3 separate regions of the Sus scrofa genome follow, and regions 1 and 3 are each linked to region 2. The links are chromatin contacts, called in public Hi-C maps. All regions are on one chromosome and are shown on one strand. The core of a region is the stretch at or near the end of the contact, and the rest is flanking DNA. Distances in the headings are between cores, read along the strand shown. Region 1 holds the start of NFXL1 (NF-X1-type zinc finger protein NFXL1). Region 2 holds the start of SLAIN2 (SLAIN motif-containing protein 2). Region 3 holds the start of OCIAD1 (OCIA domain-containing protein 1).

What was found. A called contact is a pair of places that touch in the nucleus more often than the background predicts.
Region 1: a Hi-C map of liver shows a contact between it and region 2, with 8 times the contacts expected there. The contact joins the promoter of NFXL1 here to the promoter of SLAIN2 in region 2. A contact is called at or near these places in 5 of 47 Hi-C or Micro-C datasets (epiblast stem cells, heart right ventricle, liver and 1 more).
Region 3: a contact with region 2 is called in a Hi-C map of liver, with 5 times the contacts expected there. The contact joins the promoter of OCIAD1 here to the promoter of SLAIN2 in region 2. A contact is called at or near these places in 2 of 5 promoter capture datasets (liver and skeletal muscle) and 3 of 47 Hi-C or Micro-C datasets (heart right ventricle, liver and skeletal muscle).

What each region holds. Positions count from the first base shown.
Region 1 is chr8:37,874,238-37,877,046 of Sscrofa11.1, forward strand. It overlaps NFXL1 (NF-X1-type zinc finger protein NFXL1), which reads right to left and starts at 1,345. Exons shown (of 23, transcript XM_021100578.1): 1 at 1,279-1,345; 2 at 640-885. The coding sequence starts at 883.
Region 2 is chr8:38,240,221-38,242,920 of Sscrofa11.1, forward strand. It overlaps SLAIN2 (SLAIN motif-containing protein 2), which reads left to right and starts at 1,277. Exons shown (of 9, transcript XM_005666635.3): 1 at 1,277-2,028. The coding sequence starts at 1,640.
Region 3 is chr8:38,743,965-38,746,815 of Sscrofa11.1, forward strand. OCIAD1 (OCIA domain-containing protein 1) reads left to right here and starts at 1,451. Exons shown (of 8, transcript XM_021101191.1): 1 at 1,451-1,473. It overlaps FRYL (protein furry homolog-like), which reads right to left and starts at 1,874. Exons shown (of 66, transcript XM_021101186.1): 1 at 1,745-1,874.

The DNA of each region.
Region 1 (2,809 bases), core at 95-2,594, 370 kb before region 2:
AAACTCAAGTGCTTACAGGACAAAGACAATTAAAGTTACTAAACTAAGGCAATCAAATCAAGATGGCAAATGACACGTGGCCCCAGAAGTAGGAGACCCAATGAGAAGTGGAAAGCCTAAACCCATTCTAAATGGGATTTCTTCGATGTAGCCTAGCTGGCTGTTCCCACGCGACAGCCACAAAGTTTCATTTTCCAAGAAAAGTAGATGATAACCAGACTGTTATGAGATTTTTAAAAAGAAAAGAAAAAACAAAAATACTACTGGCAACCAATTCAGATTTAATTCACTGTGTCAACCAAACCAAACCAAACCAAACCAAACTAAAGGCTAAATCAGATTCCTCCCCTCGGGGGGTGGGGGGGGGCACAATTTGCAACTTTTGGTCTAGACACTTAGCAGGCAAAAAGAGTGAAAAGAATACTGGATGGGGAAATAACAAATATTCCTATCACTTAAAATGATGAAAAAAGTCTGATGGGAATCAGCCTAGAATGAGCAGCTTCCTGAAAGGTTTGAGAAATGAGGCTAACAATAAACTCCGGAAGAAGAAAAGAAATGAATGGGGCAGAGGCAGTTCTGACTATCAAATGTCTTAGCAGGCATCCAAGTGAGCCCCCCGACAAGTTCCATTCTCACCACTGGCTACGGAAGTCTGCGGCGCTTCAGATCCCCAGGGGCTGCGTCGGGCTGAGCTACCTGCAGCCGAAGCGGTCGCGGCTCCTCCCGGGCTGGGGCCAGGACCAGTAGCGCCCACCGACCCCTTCTCTCGCCCTCCTCCGGCGCCGCGGAGATGGACTCCATTTCCCGAGGAGGGGGCCGCAGTGGCCCGTCCACGGGCTCGGCCTCGGCCACCGGCCACCTGGCGCCAGGAAGCTTCCATCCCTGCAGGAGTGGGGAGGGGGGGAAAGAGTGGAAGGAGCGTGAGCGCGGTGGTGTTTAGACGGGGAAAGGAGAGAGCGGGGGGAGCCGCTGTACCGGGCAGAATGAGGAGGGTCTCCGCAGGGCAGGGACCGGGTCGCGGCCCTGTCTCTCCCAGAGGGCGAGTCCCCGCTAAGCCCGGGCTCTGGAGATGGATCGAAGAGAGAGAGAACTAGGCAGAGAAATGGACTGCGAGGCAAGGAGCATCCAGCGCCGGAGAAGGAGAGCCGTAGAGGGGGAAAGCGCCTCCTCAGCCTCAGGGGTAGCGGGGTGACAGCAAAACTGCGGACAGACCCCGCGGGTCCCTCCAGGAACCAACTGTGGTAGCAAACCCGTTGAAACGCTACGTCTCCTTACCGACGGCGCCCGCCTCCAGCGACTACAACTCCCAGAAGCCCCAGCCCAGGGCTCTCAGAACGCGTGGCATCACAGGCCGCTTCCTCATCCGGGACTGTGTCTGTGTGTTGAGGCAGAGTGGAGGCTGGGGGCGGGGTTGGGGTGGGGGTGGGGTGGCAGAAAAGTCCTCTGAGAACCCGCGAGGACTGAATCGGATCGTCAGAAACTACAATTCCCGGTGTGCTCCGGGGCTCGGGAGAGGTGGGCGCCACAGAGAGAGCGCAAGGTGGGGAAGTGGGCGGGCCCTGAGGCTTTTGGGATGCTTGAAGATTCTGCTGCTTTCCCGCAACTGCCCTAAACCCAGCAGGGTATCGGGAACATGTCCCAGGGGCCGATAATTGACTGTCCGCCATCTTTAGCCTTGTTTTCTGGCTTTCTGCTGGCAGGGAATTTTTCTCACTGACGGGAAAGGCGTTTACTATGAAAACACTTTGGGGTCGGGGAAGATGGAGGAAAAGCTGAGAGAGAGAAAGTGTTTGGAGTGGAGAAAGCGCCTTTCTGAGGTGCTAAAGCAATGGAGAGGATAAAGCTAATGGTATTATTATCATAGTCCTTAATAGTTTACAGTATGCTTCTCTGGAAGCAAGCTGACTTTATTTTCAGGACAGCTCTGTAAAGTATACTTAATTAAGGAAAGTAGTTGAGAGCCAGGTGTGATCCTAATTCTTCTGACTTCACTGTTTCCAATAAGATATAGAAAAAGAGCAATTTCAAAAATTCGGAGGCCTGTCTTTGAGAAATATACTGATTGCTGTTTGGGACTATAGGATTCTTTACAACCCTTCAATTTAACTAATTCCTGTACTTTAATAATAAATAACTAATATTTATATAGCAAGTATTAAGTGCCAGGTGCTATTTTAAAGTGTTTTACATATATATGTCTATGGATAGTGCGGTACTCGGAGTCATCTTATTAGTCCCATCTTACATTAAGAATAGTGAGGCACAGAGAGGTTAAGTAACTTGCCCTTTATATAACTAGTTATTGTTATCAATCCCATTTTTTTTTAATTACAAAATAAAGACAAAATTTTCTTATTCAGCATCCTGGCATGCAACTAAGTCGTATGACTCTTGACTTACACTTTTGAACACACCATGCCGTTAGGTGATAACTGTACAAAAAGAAACACAAGGCTGCAAGACAAGAATAGCCGGAGAAACTGTTACAATATAACTTGTATCTTCACTGTTTCTTACCCCATCCCGAAACTTTGCTAAAAATAGAATGTGCTAAAAATAGAAATTACCCCTTTACCTGTATAACAAGCTGTTGCCTAAGCTGGGGGAGCCTGAGCTCTCTTTGCTCAGAGCTCTCAGCCACTCTGTTGGTTGGTAAGCCCGCTTGAGCTCTCAGCGCTCCAGTTTCTCCCTCCTCTTTCCCTCGCGGTTTCTAACCCATGCTATATGATTACTATGAAAAAATATTTAATTTTTACCTAGAAATTCCAGTTACTTTTAGAAGACCTAATTGGGCCAAAGGCTCACA
Region 2 (2,700 bases), core at 27-2,526:
ACTAGACATGGAAAACAAAAATGAATGGTCTCTTTTCATCAGGTGTATAGACAAAAACAACTGAAAGCAACTGAGAAAAAAAGCAAATTTTTAAAAAGTGCAAACACCTGTTGAAAACTATTGCTCAGGTAACGTTAAACAGAACAACTAGATCTTTGTGGAATTGTGGGGAAAAGTTTTCCTAGATGGATGAGCACGCGTTTTCAAAAACAGAATCAGATTTGGTAGGTAAAATATTCTAAGTAAGGAAAACACATCACAGGAAGTTTAAAAGGTACAAGCAAGTAGGACTTGGCATATGAGTCCACACCCAAGTGTAATAGCACTGGATCATTATTAGCAAAGGGTGGAGGAGGCAATTAGAGGAAAGCTGCAAACACAAACCAGTCGTTCACAATTTGCTCTCTGAAGAGCGGTGAATGTGATCAAAACAAAGAATTTAGTATTTTTGTTTTCTTTTTGCAGCAAGAGTACGAATTATACAGGGGTGCCATTGAATACACATTTTTACATCTCTCAGCATTCATCAGTTTTTTTTGTCAAAATGTTTAAGTGCTTTCAATACACAACTTTTTAAAAAGACACACTATGAAAAAGTTTTTCAGAAGAAAACGATCTGAAGAACAAATTATGCCTCAATTAACATACAAAGTTTAGGCGAGAGAAGCGTTTTTCTATTCCCTGCTTCCATACAAGTGTGCAGTAAGCTGCAGTAAAGTCGAGAAAACTGATCTAATCAACGAGATAATCCCTGTAAAATGCAGTGTTTGGCCCGTAGTAAGCAAGCACTCAACAATTTACGGTTATTATTTTGACCTTAGACCTCTCTTAACAATTTGGGATTCTGTTTTCTCATTTTCAGAGAAAAACGCGTCACAGATGGTCTGAGGCTCCTGCCAGCCCGGACAATCTACTATTTTCAAGGAGGCATCTAATAAATATTTGCTGAACAAACAGATGAAATTAATTGTCTCTCCAAGGGGCCCAGCTGAGCGCCCACCCGAGAACCAGCAGAGAAGGAGGATTGGACCGGGCGCCGGTCCCACCAGCCGGTACACATCCACTGCCAATAGTCGGTGCTAAGGGAGCGCCTCTGAGAGCAACCTTAGCCCCACCCACCGCCAAGTCCACACTCCCCTCCGCTCTGCCTGAGACCGGAATCGCTCTGCCCAGCCTGAGGGGCAGCCGCCCACCTCCGCTGACGCATAGGCACCGCCCCTTCCGGTGTAAGGCCCGCCCCACTCGGGCCCTCCCCACCGGCCTCGCCCATGGCCCCGCCCCTCCACGAGATCTGCGCCAGGTCCTCTCAGCGTCCGCCCGCTGCCTGTCCACCCTCGACGCTCTGAGGTCACCGACGGGGCCGGGCTGAGGGGGGCGGAGGGACGGAGGGAAGATGGCGGCTGAGGCCGGATATTGGCGCCGCCTCCCCCAATCCTGGAGCCGGCGCAGATGAGGCGGCACGGCTGGGGCCAGCGGCGCTTCGGAACCGAAGCAGAGGGGACCCTGGCGGTGGGGCCTGGCCCTGCTATATGCCGGCGCGTCGGCTAGAGTGAGCGGCGGCGGCACCTTTTTCCTCCGGCTTTTTCCCTGTCGCTGTGAGTCCAAGCGGGTGGCGGGCGACAGAGGCGGCGGAGCCGGGATGGAGGACGTTAACTCCAACGTGAACGCGGACCAGGAGGTGCGGAAGCTGCAGGAGCTGGTGAAGAAGCTGGAGAAGCAGAATGAGCAGCTGAGGAGCCGCTCCGGGGCCGTGCAGGGCGCCGGCTCCCTCGGGCCTGGCAGCCCGGTTCGGACCGGTGGGTCCACTCCCTCCTCCGGTACGGCCTCCCCTCGGGGCTTCCCCTTGGGCCTCAGCGCCAAGTCGGGCAGCGGGGCCGGGACGGGCCCGAGGCGGACGAGTAGCGAGGAGCTGCGGGACGCCACCTCCTTGCTGGCGGCAGGCGAGGGTGGCTTGCTGGACGAGGTGGAGCCGCTGCGGCCCGAGGAGCTGGAGCGCCTGTCAGGCTGGGAGGAGGAGGAGGAGAGCTGGTGAGCGCGGGGCTCCGGGCCGGGCCGGGGCTGGGCGGGGATGGGCCTGGGGGCGGAGAGCGTCTTCCGAGGGTCCTCTGGTTAAGACACCTCGCTTTTGTGTGGCGGGATCCGCTCTCTGACGGGGGACTCGTGGTTTTGATTGGGTTGCAGAAAGGTCGGTGAGAGTTGAGGGTTCGAGGCTTGCAAAGGGAGCAGGGTTTGTAGCTAGTTCTCTTCTGGGTTGAGGACCCTCTGGGCTTTGGACCCCGTTGGGGTCTAGAGGCTGGCACAGCATAGGAAGGGCTGTTTGCTGTGGGAGGAGTCGGAGATGGGAAACCGCTTTGAAGAAAGAGCTCCTGCTTTGTGTGACATACTGGCTTTGGGATGGTGGTCTGGGCGTTTTGGATGTTGGGGAGGGGTCAGCCGATGTAGTATAACCCAGTGCGGGAAGCAGACCAGAGTGGCCCAAGTCCGTGCAGTGGTCAGTGTTTTGGATCAGTGGGAGATGGGTACCTTTCTGGCGGCGATGGGGAGATCTTATGAATCAGCACTCCCGGTTGGGTAGTGGGGTAAAGCTTGCTTTGTGTGAAGAGGGCAGGGGATGGTGCTGCTTTGTGTGAAGAGTCACGGGTGGAAACAAGAGCCCTGGCTCTCATTTTTAAAAACAAGAGTTGGGTCTGGCATTTTTTC
Region 3 (2,851 bases), core at 201-2,700, 500 kb after region 2:
ATATATTTGGGAGTATAAAGGTTTATGAGCCAAAGACTCTGTCCCAAAGAAGCTCTAAGCAAAAAGATCACAATATAGTGGCAGAACATTTGTAGTGACAGAAGTTCTCACAAAAGAAAGAGGTACTAAAAAGGAGGCATAATTAATTTTCTGAGGTGTATTTCAGAGAAGGGTTCACATGGGAGGAAATATAAAAGCAAGATTTGGAAATATCAATAGCATTGACAACACAGGCAGAAGGGTTGTGCTAGGAAAAACAACATACAGGGAACTGAGTACAAAGGGCTGCAGGCTGTTTCTTACAGTGAACACAAAACAGAAGAAAAGAGTTCCCTGGTAGCTCAGTGGGTTATGACCTGGCATGACAATGCGACACTGCTGTGCTACCATCACTGTTGTAGCTCCAGTTCAATCCCTGGCCCGGGAACTTCCACATACCACAGAAGTGGCCAAAATAAATAAATAAAACAAGAAAGTGAGGCTCAAGGGGACAGATGCCAAGCCATGAAAAGACACTCACAGTTTGTGCATGATCGAAATGCTCTAAGGAAGGAATCACGGGAGTTGATTTGTGTTTTAGATGGATCGCTATACCCTGTCTCTCTCTAAAAAATATTTGTGGGAGAATAAATTTGAGGCAGTGGAAAAGATAGAAGGATAGTGACAGCGGGCTCAGTAAGAGCTAAGAAATCTGAGAGGTTTGCAAGAGTTAATCAAAGGGGTAGGGGTTGATTGTTCACCGTGGAATCACCAATAACTTTTCAGTAACTGGCTCCTATCACGCACGCATTATCTGTAGAACGAATAATAACTGAATGGTGGCTGAGGACAGCAGCATGACATCTGACGAACAGAAGACATGAGCCCCCAAACTCTTCCATTAATAGAGAATGTAAGCCTCGTTTAAGGTGTGTTGCTTTACTCCTCACAACCGTATGAGGTAAATCTTATTTTCACTTTGCAGAAAAGAAAAACCCGAGGCTCAGAAACAGCAAGGTTGTACTATGCCTGAGGTACTAGAATTGGAAGTTAAAGCTCAAAAAGTCTGAGAGCCAGCCAAGTGCGCATGCTTAGTAATTACCTGCTACTGCTTAGCCTAGAGGCTCAAAGAATGAAATGAATTATGTAAACCGTAAACAGAGAAAGAGCCAAGAAAAATTTGTAATTGAACAACGGCCTAAATGCGGGGCTCCAAAACGTTCCTGCCAGCCGGTCCCTGGAAGATCACAACTACCCATCACAACAGCCTCAGGCCAAGCTTCCCGCGCCCTGAGGAGAGCCGGTGGGCGGAGCTCGGGTCCGCAGAGGCGGCTGGCGCAGCCGCAGTGCAGCTCGTGAGCGCCTCCGCCTGGACCCGGAAAGGGAGGAGGGGCGAGCCGAGGAGGACGGCGCTGACCGACGCAGGCGCACCTGTCTATTCCGAGGCTGCGTGCCTTGACACTCGGAGGGAAGGTCTTGACGTCATTTCCTTCCGTAAGCCCCGAATGCTTCCGGGTTGTAGTCATTTTGTGCCCGTATCTGGTTGATTTCTGGACGGTTGCTGCGGTGACCGCTCCCCACCCCCAACTTTGCTGCTGTCTCGCGCATCTCCCTCCCTCCCCCCACCCCCGACCCTGCTCGGGTTCCCTCCAGGCCTTCTGCCCCTGGTCGCTCGGGCTCGCCGCGCTGTCACCCGCTGCTGTCGTCGGGAGGTGGGTGAGGTGACGCAGAAAGCCCCGTTCAGCCCTCCTACCTACCCACTTACCATCTCCGCGCGGCCAGCCGTTCCCCTGCACCTTCCGCCATTTTCCCGTCTGCGAGGGTGGTCCGATCGCGCTTTTGGTCTAGGGCCCCTGCGTGCGGGTGACCAGGCGGGTGACCAGGCGGGTGACCAGGGCTGGTGAGGGAGCGTGTCTCGGGGGGTGTGGATGGGAGAAATTCATGGTGACGGATGTGTGTAGGTGTTGCGGGTGGGAGACGCAGTGGGTGGGGGATGGAATGCGGAGTCAATGGTCGTAATTCAGGTTTTTTCTTCGGGGTAAAGGGATTAAAATGAAGGCGTCTAAAGGGCCCTTTTCAGCCCTGGCAGTCTCTTTGTAGGTAGGATCCTGTTAACGAGAAAGAAGCGGTTTTCATTTTTTTCTTTTACTGTTGTTTTAAAATATAAGTAGTTCATTAAGCAACCTCCATCAATCCCTGAGTTCATTTGCCCTTTCCGTTTTTTTGTTTTTTTGTTAACAAAACAAAACATGCTTTATTTAGTTCTTTTATCCTTGGCCAAGGGATTGGCATGTAGTAGGCCCCCTGTTTTGATTTACTGCGTAAGTGGAAGGGCCCAGTAGCTATGGTCGTCTGACGTTTCCGTTTTCATTTAAATTGTTTTTAAGATGGGAGTAATCATGATCCTACCTGAACATTCTGTAACGCACGTAACTCTTTAATCTCTTGGTCGCTTAAGTCCGAAGGCATCGGTTAAAAAAATAGTGTTCTTGAAATACTATGAATTTTTTTTTTTAATCGAAAACCTAGGGAGGAAAGTTTACAGGATGCAGAATATGCTGTTAGCTTCATACCACAGGGAGAAAAATGTGACGTCGTTCTTATTTCGAGGTTTTTTTTTTTTTTTTTTTTTGGAGTACTGCTCTGTGGAAGAAGTTGTATGTTTCCTGATGATTATTTTATTTTTAAAAATGAAAGCCCAGAAATGACTTGGGGTTTTTCCTCTGTTTTGGAGAATTATCCTAATCATTGGGCATATATTTCTGAGAGGATCCAAACATAGGATCATGTGAAATAAACCAGCCTCTGGAGGGAAAATATGTTTTTTTAAAACATTGATAAATTTTTGTTTCTTAACTTGATGTAATCAATT